2 separate regions of the Arabidopsis thaliana genome follow, and region 1 is linked to region 2. A link is a contact called in public capture Hi-C data. All regions are on one chromosome and are shown on one strand. The core of a region is the stretch at or near the end of the contact, and the rest is flanking DNA. Distances in the headings are between cores, read along the strand shown.

Region 1 (6,562 bases), core at 1,270-3,769, 580 kb before region 2:
ATAGGAACAATAACGTATAGTTTATTAAGTTAAAATCTAAATTATAACTAAATAATCCAGTTATTAATATTTATTTTATTAATATTACTTGTTTGTTTTGTTTAGTATTTAAGATAATGTAATTGTATTTTAATGGTTATATCTAGGATTTTACCCGTGGTATACAGTCTCATATTACTATCGACCAAAATCCGTCCTACCATCTAATCTCGTTCAGTAAAACTAAACATATCTAACAGATTTTAACTATGGTATACCGTCTCATATTACTGTCGATCCAAACCTGTTATACCATCTAACCCCGTTCATTGAAATTAAACATTTTGTTTTAATAATATTTTAATTTAACAGATATATAATTCAAATTAATTTAAATTTTTTTTTTCAAATAGTTATTTGATTGTTATGAAATCCATATATTATAATATTCTAAACTTTTCCCACCATTTAATCCAGTTCTGTAAAATTAAAAGTTATTTTTTCTTTTTTGGTTCTAAAAATTTTTATTAAAAGATTTATAATTCAAATCAATTTAAAAATTTTCTTTTGAAATGGTTATTTAATTTTATAGATTTTATTTATTATATATATTCTAAACGTTTTTTGTTAAATATTCTAAACATTTTATAAACTTTAAATATTTATCTTTAAAGTTTATTATCTTTAATAAAATATTATATTAATAAAATCTTAAGATTTCTCCTTTTTAGATTTAATAAAGTATAATAATATAAAAATAAATGCTAATAATTAAAAATATTAATTAATTAATAATAATTAATATGAATAGTTTTTTTTGGTAAATAAGTTTTAATTTGAGAATTTATTTGTTAAAATAGCTGAAAAACGTATATATAGATATTTTAATTTTCAGTACAGCGTGACACAAAACAAAAGAATAATTCTTACAAAACAAAAAATGAAAAATCAGTGAAGCAAAAGTCAACGCAGAGCGAGGATCATATTCTAATAAAAAGAGTTGTTGCCTTGTTTGTCTTTAATCAACCAAAGCAATGACGTGTGATACGAATTGGGGCTTCTAGATGACGTGGAAGGTTGGTTTGTACCACGACGTTTATATTCCTTAGTGGGTCTCCATTTTTCATTACCAAATATATAAATTCTCAAAGGACAGCCAATTTTCATATATTTTACTATATTACCGTTTACTTTTTTGCAAAAACTTTCTCCACAAAATTTCTTTGACTTTCTCAGAAGTAAAAAATTTGAAGATCCATTATTGGATAATGAAACTAAATGATGCAAATAGACAAATAAGTACGTACCATCGAGATAGATGGCACCGTCCGATTGGAACCCAATAGAAGCCGGGAATTTTCCTGGTAGTCGTGTCTCGCCCGCGCCGAAGGAACCACCAGTCGCTAGTCCTAGAGACAAAACGGCTTCTTCGTTTTTTCCATCCCATTCACTTCTTTTGACAAGTTTTAGTCCTTGGTTCTTGAACAACTTAGTTTTTTCACCTTCCACTAAGTCACAACCTACGTCACCAGCCTCACCACTGTGGTGTTGGGTGATTTCGAGGATTGTTATTTCAAAGTAAGCCTCTTGTGGGAAAGCAGAACTTATGAGTTGTGGTCCGGGAAGTGGTAAACCTGCTCGGAGAATCATCAAGTGTTTTTTTGCGTTGACCGTCTCGTTGAACGCTTGATTAAATTTGATCGTTTGTGTGAATTCCACGGAGCCGTTTGACACTTCCCATGAGATTACAACACCAGGATCTTCGCTTCCTGCCGTGGTGCAAAGCCCTAGAAGAACTGACCCCGGGGAGGCCCCGCTCACCAATGGAGCCGGTTCATGGACAGCGAATCCGAACCTTGTCCACCCATTTTCGACCGCTTCGGTCACCAAAGCCGGATGGTCTGTCCAGATGAATAGGCCAGGTTTCGATGGGAATCCTCCGGCAGTGGCGGTTCTGGAGATTGAATAGTTTTTGATATTTCCTCTACGCTTGATGTCGGAAGTATCTAGCTGGTGGATGAGGCTCGTCTGGTGGAGCTTTGAGATTCTAGCCTGGAAGCTATCGCTTCGAATGGGACTGGCCGCTTTAAGGGTTGTGGTGATCTCTCGGCGGAGACAGCACCAGCGACGGAGGAAGACTACAAGGAGAGAAGAGAGCACAACAACGGAGACGATCCCTGCGGTGAAATGGGCCCAACGAAGCATCTCTGTGATAGAATAACTTCTAAGATAGAATGAGCGATGGAGGGAGAAGAAGGTGATGGTCGGACCCGTTCAAAACGGTTGGAAGATAGAAAGTACAAGAGACAGAAAACTATAATGATAATAATTATTTTGGGAAAACCATATACATATATATATATTTTTTAATATCTAGAAATTCAAGTTTGAAAGCGTTATTTTTTATAGAGGCGAGAACCATAACTTGTAAAATTCATTTTGGAGAAAATATTCTTTCCAACGAACGTCGAAATTCGGTATTTTTACTTGGAAGATTTACCACTAGACCAAAACCACATTAGTGAAACCATACACTTTTGCTTACAAGAAAACCGTAGAACTATAAATATTTCAATCATATACAGCTTTATATGAAGTATATATATTTTTTGTCGTCACAAATTTTTTATAAAACTCAAATAGATATTCAGTACGAAGGAAGGCCTAATAAAGCCCACTAATTACAAAACAGTACAAGATATGGACGACAGTTTTAAGACACGTGTTATGCAATTTGGGTTCTTGTGAGGAGAACGACGCTTCATCACAAACCTTATCGTCGGAAACTCCCGTTGTCGGTCGACAGATAATATTTTGAGATTCTTCATTGAGCTTTCACTCATACTAGACGGAAGATAACAAAGATAAAAAATCCGATTTTGATTTATGAAAACAAGAGAAAGATGAAGCTTTTGTCACTATTAAAGATACATGAGAGAGAGAAAATGCGGTTTTCCAAAATTATACATGATGCATATTATATGGCGTTTAGCGATCAGAATTAACAATTTTACGCAATGATAGTTTTACATTTTATTTTGTTAGTTGTGCCTTTTTTTTATACCAAAAATGTATTCTAAGGTTTTACCATTCGACTAATCTCTAAAGTAAGTGTAGCCATCGAATAGCCTACTCACCAAATTTTCTAATGGGTGTAAAGCATTATATAACTTGACTAGCCAAGATGAAAACTGCCTAAACCAACACAACAATCCCTCCTCAAATGAGAACCACTAGACCACAACAACTTAATTTGGTAACAAATAAAATGAACTAAATCGTCCATGGCTGCTCTATACTTAAACAAAAAGTTTACAATTATTTTTGTAACAAAATGCCTTCAAAACTAAACACTTAACTTTTGAGTTCAAAATATGCTACTAAAGTCTAATACAATTAGGTATTGTTATGTGCTATGACTGGAAAACAAATACACTGCTAAATATTGTTGCCATTGTCCTTATGAAAATTCTAATACAATTGGGTATTTTGTTTTACAACTTAACCCTTCATATCAAGTAAATGCATGTCAATACTATAATCTTAAAAGTCGCCAACAATATACCTTTGGACGTGTATTAATCTTTCAAACTTTATAAATTAGTATAAATGTTATTAAAACTACATCACCAACAATGAAAGTTTATATTTTTAAAAATTAAAAACAAAAATTTCAAGATTAGGATCACAAAATAAAGACATTCAACATCATGCGATTCAAAAAGAGGATCTGTCTCCCACGGAGGCACCGAACCAAACTCGTCGTCACACTTATGCGAAGATAACCTATTTTTTTAACAATGTCATCAAGAGAAGAAACCTAGAAAGCAAAAGAGATTTGGTTTTCCACAGTATATATTTATCGGTTTGTTAAATTATAAAAACAATTGCCGCACAATTTGTTAAATATGTAAATTAGGGGGATTTGCAAAAGTACCCTTTTTCTATTACCCTATTGCAACAATAGTTTTTTATGTTGTCCAAATTATCCTCAAAAAGAAAATTTTCCCGCCAAACTTTGTTTTCCCGCCAAAATTTTATTTTCTCCAAAATATTGTTTTCCGAGCCAAATTTTTCCCCAGCCAAAAATGCATTTAAATTTTTTTATATATTTTCTTAGAACCCTTTAAAAACTCTTAAAAACTTAAAGTTTTTAAAAGGTATGTAAAGTTGTTAAAACCCTTATAAATCATTTTAAACCTTTAAAATCTTGATAAAGTCTTTAAATACATATGTAAGTACTTGAAACCCCCTTGTAAAACCTCTGTAAATCATTTTAAAAGATTTACAAGAGTTTTAAAAGAATTTACAAGGATTTTTAAAACCTTTGTGATAAGTGTGTATTTTGCATGTTTTGAGCATCCATTTGTCATCACTTTAGCATCATATCATCACTGTTTTATATCATTTCTCATCATTTGTGATCACTTTGCATGTTTAGGATAGTTTTGCATGCATATTGCATATTTGTGTTGATTTCAGGTGATTTGCAGTTGTTGACGAGCTAACTGGAAGAAGCGGACCTGATCATGTCAAACCACTCGACCCCCCTGGTCGAGTAGACGCTTCACGACTTCAACAGACCACTCGACCCCTTGGTTGAGGAGAAGACCTCAGCACTTCACGTCACCACCCGACCCCCAAGTCGAGTATCGCCAAGAGAGACACTCATCACACCACTCGACCCCCTGGTCAAGTATCATCACCTCCACCACTTCACCTTCACTCGATCACACTACTCTACCAGCAAGCCGAGTACCATCATCTTTATCACTCGACTACATACTCGACTGCCAGCTTCAGAGTCTTCTTCATTCCGCACTCAACCAGACACTCGAGAACAAGGAAGAAAAAGAAGACTCGAGCTTATCACTCGACCTCTCACACGACCACCTGGGTCGAGTACAGTTCTTAATCCGTCCCAATACTGCGTCGTTTTGAGTATTAGGGTTTCAGAATATTTTGTTATAAGTAGCATGTACTTTACATTTTCAAGGACAAGTTCTTATCTAAGTTTTATTCCGCAGACACTGTGTTCTTGACCTTTTGTAATCCGGATTTCTCTTTATCTATTCAGTATTCAGTATTCAATATTTGTTCTTGATTTCGTTTACTGTTGTTCATCCTATTACCATCTTGCTATTACTCTGTTGTTAGCATGTTTTCATTCCATTCAACGTTTATGCTTTCTTCAATGATGTATGAGTAGTGAATAGGTTTCTGAGGATGGGTTAGAGTAGTGTAAAATTCTCAGTATGCTAGGTGGTTGAGTTTGATTGATAGATCCTTTCTGGATTAGTTGTTCTTAATGCTTACTGCTTTCTGATCAACTGGAATTTGAGCCCAAACATTTCCGCGCCCAAAAAGTGTTCGATGAAATGTTTGAACCACTAATTCCAGAGATTCGTGGCCCTGTACCAAGGTATTGGTTGCGGGGAGCGTTTTGGCTTTAACTTGTTGATTCGTAATGCCTATTAGGTTAGCTCTCGTCAATGGTGATTGAGTCTGGGACTAGGTTAACTTGAGGGTCTTTGTTGCGGTGGCACTTAGATTTGGTTAAGGAACTTGTTGTCTAGAGATAATTTATTGAGCATGTCAATCACCTGTAAACTGAGGAAACGAAACTACTCAATTACCCCATCCTCGGAAATTCTTTATCTGATTGATTTTATTGTTTACTCTACTATTGTTAACTGCATCTTGTCATCTGTTGCTTAGTTCCTGCAATTCTTTACTGTTACTCGACCTGGTACTCGACCACCCAGTTGTCTGGCAATAGACTGTGCAGCCGAGTATCCCTGTTACATTTTCTGTTTGTTACTCGACCTGTCACTCGACCACACCCAGTGCTCTGCAACGAGCTGTGTTGGTCGAGTGTTTTATTGTTTCTGCTTGATTTTCTGTTTTCTGCATGTTCACTTAGGATTGCTAGAACACACCAAAACCTGTTATTGCTTGGCTTGAGTTAGTGACTTCTGATCACATCTTGATTGTTAGCATCACACCCATTTGGATTGACAACCTTTAGTACTACAACGACATGATAATGATTTAGGATTAATTGATCTTAAAAACCTATTATCAATTTGGCGCCGTTGCCAATTGGGTGTTTGTTTGTTACATTTGAGATTTCAGACTTGCTTAGATAAAGTTCTTTTTCAATTTTCAATTCGGTTGCTAACTGTGTGTTTTTCTTTTTGTCTTCCTGATCCAGGTACACCTCTGCTGTATGCAAACTCCTTTCCAACGACAACATCGACCGCATAGCTCGCGAACTCAAAGAGAGGAGAAACACAACCAACCTAATACCACAACAACCACTCGAAATGGCTGACAAGCAGAATCAACAAAATGGCCCTTCCAACATTGGTGCCGGAGATGCACCACATGATCACCGTCAGCGGAAAGGAATTGCACCACCTGCTATCTAGAACAACAACTTTGAGATTAAGAGTGGTCTCATCTCGATGATTCAGGGGAACAAATTCCATGGTCTGCCAATGGAGGATCCACTCGACCACCTTGATGAAGTCGATAGGCTCTGCAACCTAACAAAAATCAATGGTGTCAATGAAGATGGATT
Region 2 (5,869 bases), core at 2,326-4,825:
CTGATGACTCAACCGCTGATTCCCCTTTTGATGCCTCTTCCGATATATATTCAGCAGGAGAAGACGACTACGACTTTTACTCAGATGATAGCGATGTATATAACCCTTATTATGACTAAATAAGGGTACGTTATCTGATCACTTTGAAGAATGCAAGACAGTATCAGTGGCAACTGGTAATGAAAGCGTTTATGTTCTCTCTTTTGTTAGGTCAGTAGTTAAAGTTGACTCCTGTGTCCCTCTCTGCTTTTGTAAAGCTTTTGAGAAAACAGATTTAACATGTATGTCATGCAATGCAAGTCACAAGGTTTAAGATGTCAGAGGTCTTCATTCTCCTTATTGATATTGAGCCTATTTATTTAGCTTCACATATATAATGCCGGTCATTTACCACGTTTAACGGATGAGTGTAATTTCAGGCCTGGACCCAAGAGTTTTTAGGGAACAGACACCATCATAGTCTTAAACGCCATTCTTGACGTTGTCCTCACCTGGTTTACTTTGACTTAATTTCGTGCCCCAATATTTAGTTTCTGTTGGAACTAGCATTAGTTTTCACTTTTCAGCTATCAAATAGATATATTATGGATATAGGCCTGATAGTTTTGATGGAAGTGTCCGAGTGTTGTTTAGAGATTTGGCGCTGACTTGATCAGTGTCAGAAACAGAGATGATGGAACATAGGTGTGATACTACATTGTTGTTATAACATATGTGTCGAACAGAGAACAAAAACATATTTGCTTAATGGTACTTTATTCTCTGATTTTCAATGATTGTCTCTGATACTTTTTCAGAATGAGACTACATGAATCTGTAGAAGAAGAAAAAAACGTAATTGCACCCATCAAACCCATCGTCTCATTATGTCCTACAATTAAAACAGAAATTGAAATCCCCAAACCGTGTTTGAATTATTCTTCAACATTGGGTGACAATAAATGTATTTATTGCTTTTGCCCTCGTGAAGATTAATTAGGGCATAAATTGTATTTGTAACTTCCACTTCTTCTTATTTCATAGATCTGACAATTTTATTTACCCTAAAAAAATTGCTTCGTCGTCTTCGTTGTCGTCAACTCCCTTACCTTCGCTGATGAAAGACAAAAAGTTGAGAAACTGGGCGGAGCTTCCGTCCAAGTTGACGTCATCGATTCTACTTCGTCTTGGCGCTATTGAGATACTTCAAAACGCTCAAAAAGTGTGCAAACCGTGGCATCGAGTCTGCAAAGACCCCTCGATGTGGCGGAAGATCGACATAGATAACCGCAATGATAGGGCAGCCTTCAAGTACGACCTCGAGTCAATGTGCCGTCACGCAGTTGATCGTAGCCACGGTGGTTTGATTGAGATCGAGATTTGGTACTACGGTACTAATGATCTCATCATGTACATAGCTGACAGGTTCTGTTTCTCCCTAGCTCTCTTTCCATGTTAAAGAGAATTTGGTCGGTGCTAATACTAGGGTTAGAGTGTTTGCTAACTATAGGGCTAAGAGTGATCGGTGCTAATCCAAGGGTTCGAGTGATTGCTAATTCTGAAGTTATAAGTGATTGGAGGATTTTGTGTCACTCTTTTTAAACTAGATTTATTTTTATCTGTTCTATATCCTTCTACTGAATCTCTGATAAAGCACCTTGGTTTGCTTAGTGGTTTTGTCAACGAAGTGTTCTCAATAAGGTTATGTTTTTGACTTTTTTAGTAACAATTATTTGCAGGTCAAGTAATCTGAAAAGCCTTGGACTTGTAAGGTGCTTTCCAATAACAGATGAGGGAGTTGCCAAAGCAGTTTCGAAAGTACCGTTGCTTGAATACCTTGAGGTTTCATACTGCTTGTTTTCAGGAGAGTCTCTGAGAGATATAGGCCGGTCTTGTCCGAATCTGAAGACACTGAAGCTAAACCGAGCCCCTGAAATCATGTTTTCAAATAGTGGGTTTGATGATAATGCCAAAGCAATTGCAGAAAGCATGCCTGAACTACGCCACCTCCAGCTTTTAGGGAACGGGCTAACCAATAAGGGCTTGAACGCCATTCTTGATGGTTGTCCTCACCTGGAACACCTTGATTTACGCCAGTGTTTCAACATCAACCTTGTTGGGGATCTCAAGAAACGATGTTTTGAGAGGATCAAAGACTTGAGATGCCCCAATGACTCAGATGACGATTCAGATGATGGCTCAGATAATGGTGCGGTGACAACATTTGGGTCACAATTTAATGAAACCGACTATCATTGGTACTAGATATTGAATCTTTCTGAATCTTGCGGAAATACCTTTGTTGTTGTTGCTTTGTTTTTTGTTTTTGACAATTGACACCTTTGTTGTTTGACTTATGAATAGTTTCAGTTTCCTTTCTTGGTAGTTTCAGTGTCTTTCCTTTGAACTTTTTTAAGAAGTTTTGAGGGCGTGATTTTAAGTCGTTCGAGAACGATGTCATGGGTCTTTATATTTTTTTTAGTTGGTACATTACTTTCACGATTGTTTAGTTACATACTATCAAAAGTAATAATATTATAATTAATTAAATTTACTTATGAAAACCACTAATTTTAGCATCAATCCAAAGCCTTGCGATTGATAGCTTAAAAAAAATGTTGAGTAGACCCGTAGCTATAGAGAGAATATAATCGTGTAACACTTTTCCCTTGGTGTTTCATCACCAATTTCATTTGATCTTTATATCAACAATGTCCAAAACACAAGGTATGGTGTCCCCATGCAAATCACAACATCATCAATAATCACTAGCTAGTAGACTCTTAATGATTGTTTACGTGATCACCTAACTGTATAATTGACTATCAGTAGAGCCGGACCATAACACATGAAGATGAAACATTCCAATGGGGCTCCCATTTTAAAAGGGCCCAACAAAAATTTTATTTTAGTTAAATATGCATATATTAATTTTTGATAATAAGAGAAAATAGTTAGTTTTATACATATAAATCACAAATAATTGTGTGATCCAAAATATTTATAAATCTAATATACAATTAAATAAATAATTCAAAATTTTGTTTAAATTGGTTTTCTATTTACTCTATAGTTTTTAAGACAAAAATATTTTGTTTTCGTAATTTAAATGGGGCCCCGGATTTCATTGGTCCGGGACTATCACAAGAACAGAATATAAGGTGATAAAAAGAAATAAGATTGTAAATAACTTTTCCTTTTGGTAATATTTTTTTTTTTTGTTCAATCCTTTTGGTAATGTGTAAAAATTCACAAATTATCAAAAGAAAAAGAGTGGATATTGATTTTACTCTTTACTTTTGGTGAATGCACTTTTGGAAATTGATTTTACTCTTTACTGTATTTGGGAATATATGCATTGCAAGTTACAAGTCAATTTGTTAATAAAAGTGTTGAATGTTTTGTTTCATCTACATTATTATTCTTCACCTTTGTTCTACCGGGTTTAGGAGTAGAAAACAATCAAATGGATTCTCAGATTGTTAATCTTCTGAGGTCTAAACAGTATTGTGGGCCTAGGCCCAATACATTATTTCAGTATGCTTGGCCCAAATTAGTTTCGTATAAAATAAGTTTTACCGTGAGGAACTAAATTGTAAAACAGAGACGGATACGGCAATTGTATCCTTTAGAATGTCTTCGTCGTCTTCTTCCCCTTTCCCTCAGGCTATGAAGAACGGAGAGTATAGAAACTGGGCGGAGCTACCGCCGGAACTGACGTCATCGATCCTGCTCCGACTCGGTGCGATTGAGATACTTCAAAACGCTCAGAGAGTGTGCAAATCGTGGCGACGCGTCTGTCAAGACCCATCGATGTGGCGTAAAATCGACATCAGAATCAAGGAAAACTTGGTAAACTCGGTAGAATTGTTTTACGTTATCGAGCCCCTGTGCTGTCGCGCCGTTGATCTCAGCCAGGGAGGCTTGCTTGAGATCAACATTGATTACTTGGTGAACACTTCGTTCCTCAATTACATTGCCGACAGGTTCTTTCTAAACCCTAAAACTCACAAACACGCAAATTTTGTATGAATTCTGATATGTTTAATGTTTACATAGTATTCAATAATGTTTATCGGTATATATTCTGCGAGTAACTCGAGAACAAGTCTTATTGATCATGTTATAATTCTCTATATTGTAGATCAAGTAATCTGAGACGGCTTGGAGTTGTTGACTGTGCTCCAGTATTGAGCAGGGGAGTTGTCGAAGCAGCGATGAAGCTCCCATTGCTTGAAGAACTTGATATTACATACAAGTCATCAATCAGAGAACAAGAGTTAAAAGTTGTAGGCCAGTCTTGTCCAAATCTGAGGACATTAAAGCTAAACTGTACGGGTGATGTTAAGTGTTGTGATAAGGTTGCTCTAGCAATCGCTGAAACAATGCCCGGTCTTCGCCACCTCCAGCTTTTCAGGAACGGATTATCCGAGACGGGCTTGAACGCCATTCTTGAAGGTTGTCCTCACCTGAAAAACCTCGGGTTACACCAGTGTTTAAACATTAACATTGTAGGTGATATAGTGAAGTGATGTTTTGAGTGGATTAAAGTTTTGAGACGCCCCCATTTAGTTCATGAGAGGTACTGCTAGATTCAGTTCGTTTGTTTGTAATTCTCATTTAGATCATATATTTTTTTCACCTATTCTTACAAATTTATGTTGGATTCTCCATGAACCTAAGTGGGCTTTCTATGTAATATTTTATATCAGACCTTTAAAACCAAGGGAGCAACATTTGACCATACATATTTAAATGAACTAGAGATGATAATGATATATATGCACACAATAGTCAAAAAAAGATTGTAGAATTTTATACACAGAAAATAAGACTTTGACAGCATATGAGTGTGAGAGAGGACCAAGTTTAAAGACTGCCTTAAACCTCTCAATCTTCCCCAAAATATCACCACCCTTGCGTCTTTCCAAGGAAATCTAGGCTGAACAAAGCTCCATTAACCGCTTAGGATCTTCAAGTTGCGTGTTCGAGAAGATGACAATGTTTCCAGCAGAGTTGTTGCAAAATCACTATTTTTGGTACGTTAATGAGGAGAGGGCTGATCTAAGTAGTTTTGTTGATGAAGTGTTCTCCTCAACTTATGGATTTGAATGTTTTTTTTGTTTCTACATGGTCCTGATTTAAACAAGACAAAGTGTTCTCTTTTTTTTTTTTGGTTTGCCACTGTTAATCCATTGCTCTTACATTTTGGAATAGAAAATCTTTGGCTTACATTTTGGAATAGAAAATCTTTGGCTTCTGGTACCCTTCGTTGAAGGCTGAGATGGAATTTAGATGCTTTGTGAAATCTAACGAGCTTGTTGGGATTTGCCAGCGTGAGGTAACTACATTTTACCCTGTTCTTCTCAATGAGAAGGAGTTGCTCAAGGGGTTGGTAGAAGAGTTCTTTGATGATAAGATTAGGTTTGAATTTGAATCAGAGAGTTACACTTTTGATGTTTAAGTGACGAAGGAGAGAAGGGTTAAGCTAATAGAAATCAATACTTGGTGTGGTTCTACTTTGCCATTGATGTATACATGGAAAGAACTTGAGAAGATTCATGGAGAATGTGAGGAATTGGAATTGAGGATTGGTGAGAGCCGTCTCAGTGTGCTTCCTGGTTTGAAAACAGCTGTTCCTTATGATTATCTTGACGTGATGTCCTGGTAGTGGTTGGCTTCAGGTTCTTAAGATAGCGGAAGAAGAGTTTCAGAAAGAGGATCAGAGTTCTGATGAAGTTGCTTGAGCTTTTGGTCGAAGCAGACGTACTTGAGAGTTCTCAGCGAAGCAAGAAGAGTTAGATTCTTGGGTATCTGAAGGCTAAACAAAGATTTTTTTGTGTTTTCGTAGTTTTGCCTACATCAATAAGTGTTGTGTTCATTTGTTGTT

The links. Capture Hi-C pulls out chosen DNA fragments and counts their contacts.
Region 1: a contact with region 2 is called in a capture Hi-C map of seedling, with 5 times the contacts expected there. The contact joins the promoter of AT4G06534 here to the promoter of AT4G05497 in region 2.

The regions. Positions count from the first base shown.
Region 1 is chr4:3,352,492-3,359,053 of TAIR10.1, reverse strand. It overlaps AT4G06534, which reads right to left and starts at 2,519. Exons shown (of 1, transcript NM_178980.2): 1 at 892-2,519. The coding sequence starts at 2,184. The coding sequence ends at 967. It also overlaps the pseudogene AT4G06532 and the pseudogene AT4G06533.
Region 2 is chr4:2,776,545-2,782,413 of TAIR10.1, reverse strand. It overlaps AT4G05497 (RNI-like superfamily protein), which reads left to right and starts at 3,575. Exons shown (of 2, transcript NM_179199.2): 1 at 3,575-3,965; 2 at 4,124-4,691. The coding sequence starts at 3,613. The coding sequence ends at 4,511. It also overlaps the pseudogene AT4G05495 and the pseudogene AT4G05500.